Linked DNA regions of Capra hircus: region 2 is linked to region 1. A link is a contact called in public Hi-C data. All regions are on one chromosome and are shown on one strand. The core of a region is the stretch at or near the end of the contact, and the rest is flanking DNA. Distances in the headings are between cores, read along the strand shown. Region 1 overlaps SLC26A9 (solute carrier family 26 member 9). Region 2 holds the start of AVPR1B (vasopressin V1b receptor).

Region 1 (5,515 bases), core at 1,450-3,949:
CTGCAGCAGGACTTTGAGAACGGCTCCCCGACCGACCCCAACAACAACCAGACGCCTCCTAACGGCGCCAGCGTGTCCTACATCACCTTCAGCCCTGACGACTCCACCGCTGCCCGCTGCGAGCCCCCAGCCTCTGCTAAGCCCAGTGACATGCTGGCCAGCGTCCCACCCTTTGTCACCTTCCACACCCTCATCCTCGACATGAGTGGGGTCAGCTTTGTGGACCTGATGGGCATCAAAGCCCTGGCCAAGGTGAGGGAGCCCCAAGGAGGAGGGAGCCCCAGCCCAACCCCACCCCGACTCCCTCACCCCTACCCTCCCACACTCCCTTTCCCTGGAGCCTTCATTTCAAAGGACTGAGTGAGGAAGCTCACCAGGGAGCCTACCATCTCCTAAAATCCCTTTTCCCAGATTCCACCAGGACAGGATGCTGCCTGCAGAGCAGGCCCAGACAGCGCAGAACAATGCGTGTCTGGGCCCCGCTGGTCCACCCCGTCCTAGCACCCCTCTCTAGCAGATGCGGGAACCCGGCCCAGGGTCCTCTGAGTAGAGCTCGTTTTGGCCCAGGTTCATGATCTACTTACTGCTCCTTCCCACACTCACCCAGACACTCTAGCATCAGCCGGGTCTGGTCAACGGAGGGAAGAAGAAGAAATAATATCAGCGGCCCTCACCTTCAGGCCAAACAGACAGTTCACAGGGCCGCTTGAATAAATGCAACCGTCTGATAGCTTTTCAGCAGCCACTTCTGATGGCAGAGTCATCTCAGACTGGCCCAGAGAGGCAGCACAGTGGAACCGAGGAAGAGAGAGAACACACAGGCTGATGGCCTCGTCAACCTGCGCACAGCCGGCTCCATCCCCAGACAAGGGCTCGGCCTGCTCCCGCAGCCTGGGTCTACTAGGATCCAGGTGGCTGAGGCATTAGCCATTCCAGGCCATGGTCCTCCCCCGCGGCTTCTGCCTAAGCCTCGAAGGCAGGCACGAGGTGGGGTCTGGGATTCTAAGCTGTCGAAAGAAAAGATCTGGCCCCACAAGAAGGGGCCACGGGGACACCAAGTGGCTGCCTTGTTGGCAAAGCCCCAGGTCTGCCCCACTTTCCAGAGGAGCGGTCGGCCAACACTCCAGGGAGGAGTGGTGTGCTTTGCTGCTATTTTTATCTTGGGCTGCCAGAGCTCTCCTGGTTGCTTATTTGTTTGGCTTCCCTCTCTGGCTTCCCTCTCAAGTGCGTTTTGTGAATCACTCTGGAGGCCCACTCAGAACATTCCTTTCCTTCTGTCTCCCTACCCAACTCGCTCCCGGCTCCTCCAGCTGAGCTCCACCTATGAGAAGATCGGGGTGAAGGTCTTCTTGGCGAACATTCATGGTAAGAGAAGGATGTTTCGGGGACTGAAGGCTGACGAGGGGCTAGGGTGGGACTAGGACGGTGGGAGGCCGAATAGTGAGGGGGTAGCAACTAGAACAGCACCTGTTCCCCTAAACTACTGCCTGCTCACAAGAGCTCAGGCACCAGTCAGAAGGGACTGCAGCTGGGTTACGTAACATCCTATACGCTGTGCTGTGCTGAGTCGCTTCAGTCATGTCTGACTCTGTGTGACCCAACGAACTGTAGTCTGCCGGGCTCCTCTCACCATGGGATTCTTTCTAGGCAAGAACACTGGAGCGGTCACCATGGCCTCCTCCAAGGTATCTTCCCAAGCCAGGGATCAAACCCACGCCTACAGCACTGGCAAGCAGGTTCTTTACCACTAGGGGTCCCAATAAAAGTGTTGGAGGAGGGGATTGTAAAGTTAAGGAGAGGCAACTAGGATTCTGATTTGCCCACCACTAATTTGCCATGTTTGGAGAAGGCAATGTCAACCCACTCCAGTACTCTTGCCTGGCAAATCCCATGGATGGAGGAGCCTGGTAGGCTGCAGTCCATGGGGTCGCTAGGAGTCGGACACAACTGAGCGACTTCACTTTCACTTTTCACTTTCGTGCATTGGAGAAGGAAATGGCCACCCACTCCAGTATTCTTGCCTGGAGAATCCCAGGGACGCGGGAGCCTGGTGGGCTGCCGTCTCTGGGGTCGCACAGAGTCAGACACGACTGAAGTGACTTAGCAGGAGCAGCAGCAGCAATTTGCCATGTTTAGCTCAGTTGGTGGAGAATCTGCCTGCAATGCAGGAGACCCCCGTTCAATTCCCGGGTCAGGCAGATCTCCTGGAGAAGGGATAGCCTACCCACTCCAGTATTCTTGGGCTTCCCTTGTGGCAAGAATCTGCCCGCAATGCGGGAGGACTGGGCTCGATCCCTGGGTTGGGAAGATCCCCTGGAGAAGAGAAAGACCATCCACTCCAGTATTCTGGCCTGGAGAATTGCAGAGTCAGACATGACTGAGCGACTTTCCCTTTCAATTTGCCATGTCACTTCATCTGCCTGGGGATCGATTACCACCTGTGTAACATGAAGAGGTTGACTAGATGAACCGGGGAATCTTCTCCAAATCCAAAAGTCCATAAACAGGCAGAAAGCACAGATATGCCATAACTCCCCAGACGCACAGGAGAGAGGGAAAGGCCCACGTTTGCACACCCCACTGCCTCGGAGGGTCAGCGCCTTCCAGCAGGACCAGTCAGCCTGGGTGCCGGCCTGAGCGTGGCACAGACTCTGTGCAAGCTCCGCCCGGGGAGAGTCTGCGCTGGCTCTGCTCTGTGCCTGTGAGCTGTGCACTGCTCTGTGCGTACTCTGGAGCTGGACTCAGAGGCTCCCTGCCCACCCTCACTGGACACGCCTCAGGAAATCATCCCCAGGACTAGAGCAGAGTAAGGGCTCTGCCACACACCGGACTCTGCAGGAAAGGTCTGGGTGAACAGGAGGAAGAATGGACCCTCAAGAGACAGAACCGGCCCATGATTTCGGCTTTCCCTCACCACCAAGTACCGACACCCTGAATCAAGCTATTTCCTTCTGCCCAGGGTTGAAGGTTCAGCATCCTCAAGCTCACGTTGCCCTCTGCTGTCCAGAACTGGCACTGCAAGGCCAAGGCCCAGGCCCTGTGATGCAGCAAGGGCGCGACCACCAGGCCGCTCTCTCTCCATCTCCCCCACCCCCAGCTCCAGGCCACAGTGGCGTCAGCTTTTGAAGGTGACCTTTTCCTCCTCGCAGCCCAGGTGTACGATGACATCAGCCATGGAGGCCTCTTTGAAGACGGGTGTCTGGAACGCAGTCACATCTTTCCCAGCATACACGATGCGGTCCTCTTTGCCCAGGCACAGGCCAGGGAAGTGGCCCCAGGACACGACTTCCAAGGGGTAAGCTCTCTGCACCTGGGGAATCCGAGGCCCCAGGGCACTGAAATAACAGACAATCAATTAACTTTCCTTAATCTCGGTTTTCTTATGTGTGGAATGGGTGCCTTAAGATAACATTATCTCTCTCACAGGATCTTTTGTTTTGGTTTTAGGATTAACTGATAATTATATCTTTTGTGTCACTTGAAAAAGCTTTGTATATTACAAATTCTTTTTATTAGAATTTTTATGAGATCAAACACCCAAAGCACAGTAGGTTATGCCCTGTATCCTGACATGGCTCAACCATCCTGTTCCTTCCCTCTTTCTACAAGATGTTTTGGAGAAGGGAGGGGAGTAAGCCTGCCTGTTTTAATTTAACCGAGCTTAGAGATTTCAGGCTGGTGATGGATGAAGAGTGTGGATCAGAGTTTTGTCTCATTTTCTTGACATTTAATTTACTAGCTCAGTCAGTGGTATGCCAATGAGCTACAAATAACAGTGTCTACAAATAACACTCCAGAAAGCTGGGGAGGCAGAAAAAGCCCATCCAGTCGGGGTCCCTGCCCAGGCCTCCCCAGACAGCTCCATCTTCCAAGCTGCCCTGCCAGCTCATCTTCGGCCCTCGGGCTGCCAAGCCTCTGTGTCCTAGTCCGCAATGCAAAGCCCTTCTACCCTCTGGGGATCATAAGAAAGGCTTTTCTGGCCCTAGAGCAACAATTTGCTCTTTGCTTTTTGAGACTCATGAAGCTGGAGCCATCTGTTCTGGGTGCAGAAAGCCTGTCCAGGGAAACACAGAGCCGGGCACCCGCCCACCACACACAGAGGCAAACCGTGAGAGCAGTGGCCTTCTTGGCCTCATGCTCTTTGCCAGCAGAGCAAAGAGAGGGAGATTCTGGGGAAACCCTCATCATCATAACTGCACAAATAATGCCCTGGTTTTACAGTTTAAATTCTTAAAGATGTATATTGTACCAATTGTATATTTACATATTACAGACTCTATTCATATCTGTAAATTATACACACATACACTGTTTTCAACAGCGTGGTAAGGCAGAGAGTCAGCAAAGTGAGTGTGATCATCCTACTTTTACAGAGAAGGGAGATGGATTCCCCAGGTCGGGCAGCTGGGTAAGCTAGGTAAAGCTTTCCTGCTTCTGAGGTGCCCGCCAAGGGAGCCGACTCTGATGCACACCTGTCTACAGGGAAGAGGGAAACTGCGGCTGTGCTGTATTTTGAGAGGCAAACGAGGGAGGGGAGGAAAGGACAAGAGGCCAAGTTACTCATCAGAACACATGACGCCCTCTCCCACCCCGCCATTTGTGCCAGACCACCATTCGGTCGCTGCAGCTCACTCCGCACTGGTTTCCCCCACCCAGGCGCCCGTGGACCCTGAGCTTTCTCTGTACGAGCCAGAGGAGGACAGCCCCAGCTACTGGGATTTAGAGCAGGTAAGCTGACTAGCGGGGGTCAGAAGGGGAAGGAAGGAGAGCCTCTCCCACCCAGTGTTGGCTGGGCTCTCCCACCAGAAGTCAGAGCAGTCACCTTGAAGGCAATAATGTTTCTTTCTCGCCTTTCTTTTAATAGCAGATCTTAATTCTTCTCACTCCCTGAAAGGCGTCATGGGGGACGGGAGAGTCACTGGATCAAGTCCTAGAGAAACAACATCTATTCTTAACTCTCCCACGCACTGGCCACACGATCTTGGGCAAGCCACGTGACACCACCAGGCCCCCAGTGTTTATCACTGTAAAATAAGGGAAATACGAGGAATACCTGTCCCATCTACCTAACAAGATTAGTGAGGGACGCTTTTGTTCTTTTGTTAATTCAACCGGTATTGATGGTGTGCCTACTACCTGCCTGACACTGTCCCAGGGTGGGCGCACATCCAATCAGATGAATTCCAGGGGTACAAATACTACTGCAGGTGGGCAGCCGTTCCGAGCCATGCGGATGTGGCTTGTACTTCATATAGAACTGTATGGTCCCGACATGAAAAGTAGCCCCACCCCAATGCCCTGAATCAAAGAAACCAAAGCTTTAGAGAAACCCAGCTCTGGGTCTATTAGAAAGAACAGCTCACTCTGTGCCTCTTCCCTTTCTCTTTGGGCGTGAGTTCTGACGGTCCTCTGAGCCCATCGCCGGGAGGGCTGGTGGCATGCAGCAGGCATCAGGGAATAGAGCCAGGCCGCAAAGACTTGGCACACTGATTTCTGGGCTCCCGCAGAATCTCCA
Region 2 (5,515 bases), core at 1,361-3,860, 220 kb before region 1:
AGAAAAAACTACAGGACCTCTCTGTTCTTGAGATAGGGAACACAAGTCACAAAAGCAGAAATGATAAAAGAAAATACTGATTTCATTAAAAGACTTTCTTTGTAACAAATGATCCCATAAACAAAAGATAAGTAATAGAGAAGATATGCAATGTATCAGAATACATAAAAGATTCATATCAGAACATATACAGATTTCCTACAAACTGATAAGAAAAACCATGTGATCAAAAAACATGCAGAGGATATAACAACTCACAAAAGCCCAAACAACAAATAAACACATGGTAAGATACTCAATTAATAGTCAGTGAAATAGAATAAAAGCAGCATGAGATGCTATTTCATATCTATCAAATTGGTGAAAACGAGAAAGTCTGACTGACTACGGTGGAAAACTCAAACGCAACTGGTGGGAGACTAAATCGGCACAACACATTTGGAGACAAAATTTAAGATATGGATCTATCTAATTGAAAATTCATACACTGTATGGTCCAATAATACTTACATCAAGCATATACATCTGTATGTACACCTGAGAGAAATTCTCACACATGAACATAAGGACACATATACAAAGAATGTTCATTGTAGCATTAAAAATTAAATAGCTAAAAAAGCTGAAAAAACCTAAAATCATAAATAAACAAAATGCATTATATTCACATACTTCAATAGTGTGCATGAGAAGCTGAATAAGCTAGATCTATGTATTACCATGGGCAGACCTAAAAAATAAAGTGGAATTTAAAAAGCAAGTTCCAGAATGGTACATATAGTTTGATATCATATGTTTAACTATATATAATTTTTAATGAATACATCAAGAAATGAATGGGAGTAAGAAGATGGAGACAAACAGCCCTTTTGAGTTTCGCTGTCAAAGGGTTGGGCTGCACAGCACAGAAGGAAGCTAATATATTTTAGGTGAGGAATGTGAGTGTTTGAACCATGAAGGATGAGCTGGAGATGAATGTGCAGGCTGTGTAGGGTGGAGGCGAGTCAAGAAGGGACCTTAATTGGATACGTGGTGGACGGATGACACTATAAAGGGGGGTCAGGTTTGATTAAAAGGCAAGACAAGCGGACCTCCAGAATGATGATGGGACCTGGCCTTTCTGCGGGTAGCGGACGATGCTGTTGTCACTCCTAAGGAACTTCTGCTCTGGAGTCCCAGTGATCCACCTCCTCTATGTACTAAAAATAAATTCTACACCCAGCACCGCGGCACTGTTGCACTGTCTCCACCGCCCTGTGAGCTTCCTCTGGGCCCCGGTGGCTTCTTTTTATCTGCACCCGTGCCTCTCACGGATGTTAGCAAAGGCCGCTCTGGGAAAAGCACTGGGTCTAGTCCCGCCTCCACTGCTTCGCCAGTTCTGTGATTTTTCTAGAGCGAATCCTGTGACTTCCAACACCTCAGTTTTCTACCTCTCAGGGTGGTTAAACCGCCTTGAGGTGACCGCTGGTGCAAGACTCCGGGAAGCCTGGAGGCGAAGCCCTGCCCTGGACCCCGGTTCCCCAGGACCGGCTCGTCCCACCGTGCGCTCTCCGCAGCTGCCTCCTCTCCACCCACAGCCTCGCCTTTGTTTTCTTCCCGCCTTTCTGGCTCCAGGTTTCCCCAAAGCCTGCGGTCAGACGCCACCGCCGGCGGCCCCGGGCTCCGTCTGGGGCGCTGCCTCGCCCACCTGGCCACCCTTGGGGGGCTACCTGGGGGACAGGGACCCGCCAGCGCTGCCGGCCGCGGGGTCCCCGGTAGGTGGGCGGCCACCACCCGTCCCCTGGGCGCGCACCTGTCTCGGGAGACAGTCCGACGGTGCCAGGCGCGAGCCTCGGGGAGCTCGTCTGTCCGCGGGCGCCGCCGGCCGGTGGGCGCTCGCCACGCCGTCGGCTTCTCTGGCTCCCTGTCTGTCCGGGGCCCACCTGCCCCTCTGCCCCTCCTCCCGGGCCTCCCTCGAGTCCCCACTCCTGCGCCCCCCGCCCCCCCCGCCCCCCCAGCCAGCCTCTCTGGGCCCCGCGGTTGGTCGCTTACGGTGTCACTCCGCCCTCCCCGGCAGGAGCCACGCGGCGCGCGCTCTCGGATACGAGCGCATAAAGCCTGCTCGCGCCGAGCCGCCAGCCCGGGCGTGTGGGCTCAGCGGCGTTTTCCAGCGACTCCTCCGGCCAGGAGCGCTCCTGCAAACAGGTTTAGGGGCACCCGCTTCCAGGAAAGTTTGCGGAAAGTGGATTTGAGGCGCACTGGGGAGTGGTGCCAGCCCCCCCCCCCCCGCCCCCAGCCTTTATACCCTTCCAGAAGGCTCGCCTTGCCCAGCCCCTTCCTGACTCCTCGGCTCCCTGACTCTTGCTTCCCTTCGCTCCCGGGTCCCCCCGCCCTTCTCTGGGCTCAGCATCTTCTTCCTTACCTCATTCTCCCTCATCCTCTCCATCCCTGCCCTCTTAACTCCTGCCACACAGTCTCAGCTTCCTTCTGGTCATACTACCCTTCCCCTTTCTTCCGTCTTTAACCTCCTCCTGCCCACTCCGTCTCATTCCTCCGGCCTCTCTACTTGCGCTCACACTCTGCGTCCATCCCCGCCTCCCCGCCTGCTTCTCTCCCAGCAAACTTCCACCATGGATTCCAGGCCTCCTTGGACGGCTGCTCCTACCTCGGGGAGCACCCTCGCTGCCGCGAACGCCACCACACCCTGGCTGGGCCGGGATGAGGAGCTGGCCAAGGTGGAGATCGGCGTCCTGGCCACTGTCCTGGCGCTGGCGACAGGGGGCAACCTGACGGTGCTTCTGACGGTGGGACAGCCGGTCCGCAAGCGCTCCCGCATGCAGGTGTTCGTGCTGCATCTGGCTCTGACCGACCTGGGCGTGGCGCTCTTCCAGGTGCTGCCCCAGCTGCTGTGGGACATCACCTACCGCTTCCAGGGCCCGGACCCGCTCTGCCGGGCCGTCAAGTACCTGCAGGTGCTGAGCATGTTTGCTTCCACCTACATGCTGCTGGCCATGACGCTGGACCGCTACCTGGCCGTCTGTCACCCCCTGCGCAGCCTCCAGCAGCCCAGCCGGTCCACCTACCCGCTCATCGCAGCCCCCTGGCTGCTGGCGGCGGTCCTCAGCCTCCCTCAAGTCTTCATTTTTTCCGTACGAGAGGTGATCCAGGGCTCTGGAGTGCTGGACTGCTGGGCAGACTTCCGCTTCCCTTGGGGGCCACGGGCCTACATCACCTGGACCACCCTAGCCATCTTCATCCTGCCAGTGGCCATGCTCACAGCCTGCTACAGCCTCATCTGCCACGAAATCTGCAAGAACCTCAAAGTCAAGACGGAGGCTGGGCAGGCCGAAGGAGGGAGCTGGGGCCCTGCGAACAGGCCGTCTGCTCCTCGTGGCCCGGTGGCAGCCACGCGGGGGCTGCCATCCCGGGTTAGCAGCGTCAGCACCATCTCGCGGGCCAAGATCCGAACTGTGAAGATGACCTTCGTCATTGTGCTGGCCTATATCGCCTGCTGGGCGCCTTTCTTCAGTGTCCAGATGTGGTCTGTGTGGGATGAGAATGCCCCCGATGAAGGCAAGTGTGTGGTCTGGTTGGGAAGGTAGAGGCAGGAGCAGGAGGTGGAAAAATGCAGAGAAGAGAGAAGGTGGGTATTAGGACAGGGCCACAGTGGCTTCCGGGCCAGGCAGGTAACAAATGGGTGAAGCAGTTAAAGATGGTGTCTGTTCCGGTGTGAAAAGGGACAGTTCTAGTATGCATTCATTTTGAATGGTTTCTATCAATCCCTTCAAAGCTGTTTGAAGATCTCATTTAGCATTATGTGTGTGTTACTCACTCAGTCATGTCTGACTCTTTGTGACCCCACGGACTGTAGCCTACCAGGCTCCTCGGTCCTTGGGATTCTCCAGGCCAGAATACTGGAGCAGGTTGCCATTTCCTTCTCCAGGGGGTCTTCCCGACCCAGGGACTGAACCCGTGTGTCCCGCACTGCAGGCAGAGCCTTCAGCATCTGAGCCTCCTTCCCTGGTGGCGCTAGTCTGCCAGTGCCCATCCGCCAGTGCAGAAGACTTAAGAGACGTGGGTTCGGTGCTTGGGTCGGGAAGATCCCCTGGAGAAGGGCATGGTAACTCGCTCCAGTATTCTGGCTTGGAGAATCCCGGGGACAGAGGAGCCTGGTGGGCTACAGTCCATGGGGTCGTACAGAGTCGGACACGACTGAAGTGACTTAGCACGGCAGCACAGCACAGAGGCTGCCAGGGTCAGGCAGGTAACAAACGGGTGCAGCTTTAAAGATGGTGCCTAAACCGGTGTGAAAAGGGACAGCTGTGACTCCCATCCGGTCAAAACATGCCATGTGAGTACCTGTAATGTGAAATTTCTGTATTCTACAATTTTGGCAACTAACTTAAGCATTTTAAAATACTATTTGGCCCTAATGAAGATATGACCATGAGTAGATTTGGCCAAGCAACTGACAGTTTGCTAGACGGTTTGAAAGGGATTTTCAAATGATTTGGTCCAGATGGCTGTTTGTGGCCCATGAAGTGTGTCTCTCAGCATTCTTCCCCTGCTACAGCTGAACAAGACTTTGAACTCCTTTTCAACAGCCGTTTTCAAATAATTAGCCCTGGGGCACAACCCTGAAACTCCAAATTCAACCCTTTGTCTTGTTAATGAGAAAGCAGAGGCTCAGAGAGGATACCTGACCTGCCCAAGGAAGGCCACACAGCTAGGAAGTGGCGAAGTGAAGTGACGAATAGAACCTAGGCCTGGAATCTCCTCGTTTCTTTCCTCAACTCCGTACCCCCGCTTCCCAAATTCTAGCTCTGGAAGTGATGAGAAGGGCCTTCCTCCTATGTGAAAAACAAAATGGGACCTTCTAAGAGGACTGTGTTCCAGGTGCCTGATTTTGGTCATTCTTGGGAGTGAGATAGACGGCAGCCTAAGTTTCAGATACTGCCAACAGGTCAGGCCATTTGGGGGTGAGCTTGTCCTGAGAAAGGAAAGTGCTGTTTCTGGGCAGCCCAAATGCTGGCAAGTGGTATTTAAAGACATCTGTTCCTGCTCTCCTAAGAAGAGGGGGGTGGGGACAAGTGTGTGGTCACCTGTCAGGGTGACTGGGTGCTCTCTCGTACAGCAGACTCTTCATGCGCAGCTCGGGGTGTATGATGGGAGCGGCGCGCGACTGCCCCAGGGACGCCCTGTGCACAGTTAGCTCTGGAAGCTTCCTGAGGACTCACCGACCAGCAGACCCAGACTGCCCCTTCCTACCAGCTCTTAGAGTGATCTCCCCTGTGCTATTGTTTCTAGTCTCAATCTGCTCATCCTAGGGCACGCTCAAGCCAAACATCTTTTCCGGAAAGACGAAGTAAGGGGAAGGTGGTTCATGACATTAACACAACTCTGCCAGGGAGTTCAGCAAGATCCATGTTGATGAATGGCAGAGACCAACACAATATTGTAAAGCAATTATCCTTCAATTAAAAATAAATTTTTTTTAAGCTAAAAAAAAAAAGAGAGAGAGAGAGTTCAGCAATAC

What was found. A called contact is a pair of places that touch in the nucleus more often than the background predicts.
Region 2: a contact with region 1 is called in a Hi-C map of blood, with 5 times the contacts expected there. The contact joins the promoter of AVPR1B here to the enhancer-like site in region 1. A contact is called at or near these places in 2 of 5 Hi-C or Micro-C datasets (blood and liver).

What each region holds. Positions count from the first base shown.
Region 1 is chr16:3,031,100-3,036,614 of ARS1.2, reverse strand. SLC26A9 (solute carrier family 26 member 9) reads left to right here. Exons shown (of 21, transcript XM_018060067.1): 17 at 1-252; 18 at 1,311-1,365; 19 at 3,150-3,295; 20 at 4,657-4,728. Among named protein-coding and RNA genes, the nearest start is that of PM20D1, 17 kb to the right of the region's middle. Within about 2 kb of position 2,699, at least 2 of the 5 cell types and tissues checked have an H3K27ac peak or open chromatin away from gene starts, as enhancers often do.
Region 2 is chr16:3,255,258-3,260,772 of ARS1.2, reverse strand. It overlaps AVPR1B (vasopressin V1b receptor), which reads left to right and starts at 2,610. Exons shown (of 2, transcript XM_005690409.2): 1 at 2,610-3,552. The coding sequence starts at 2,610.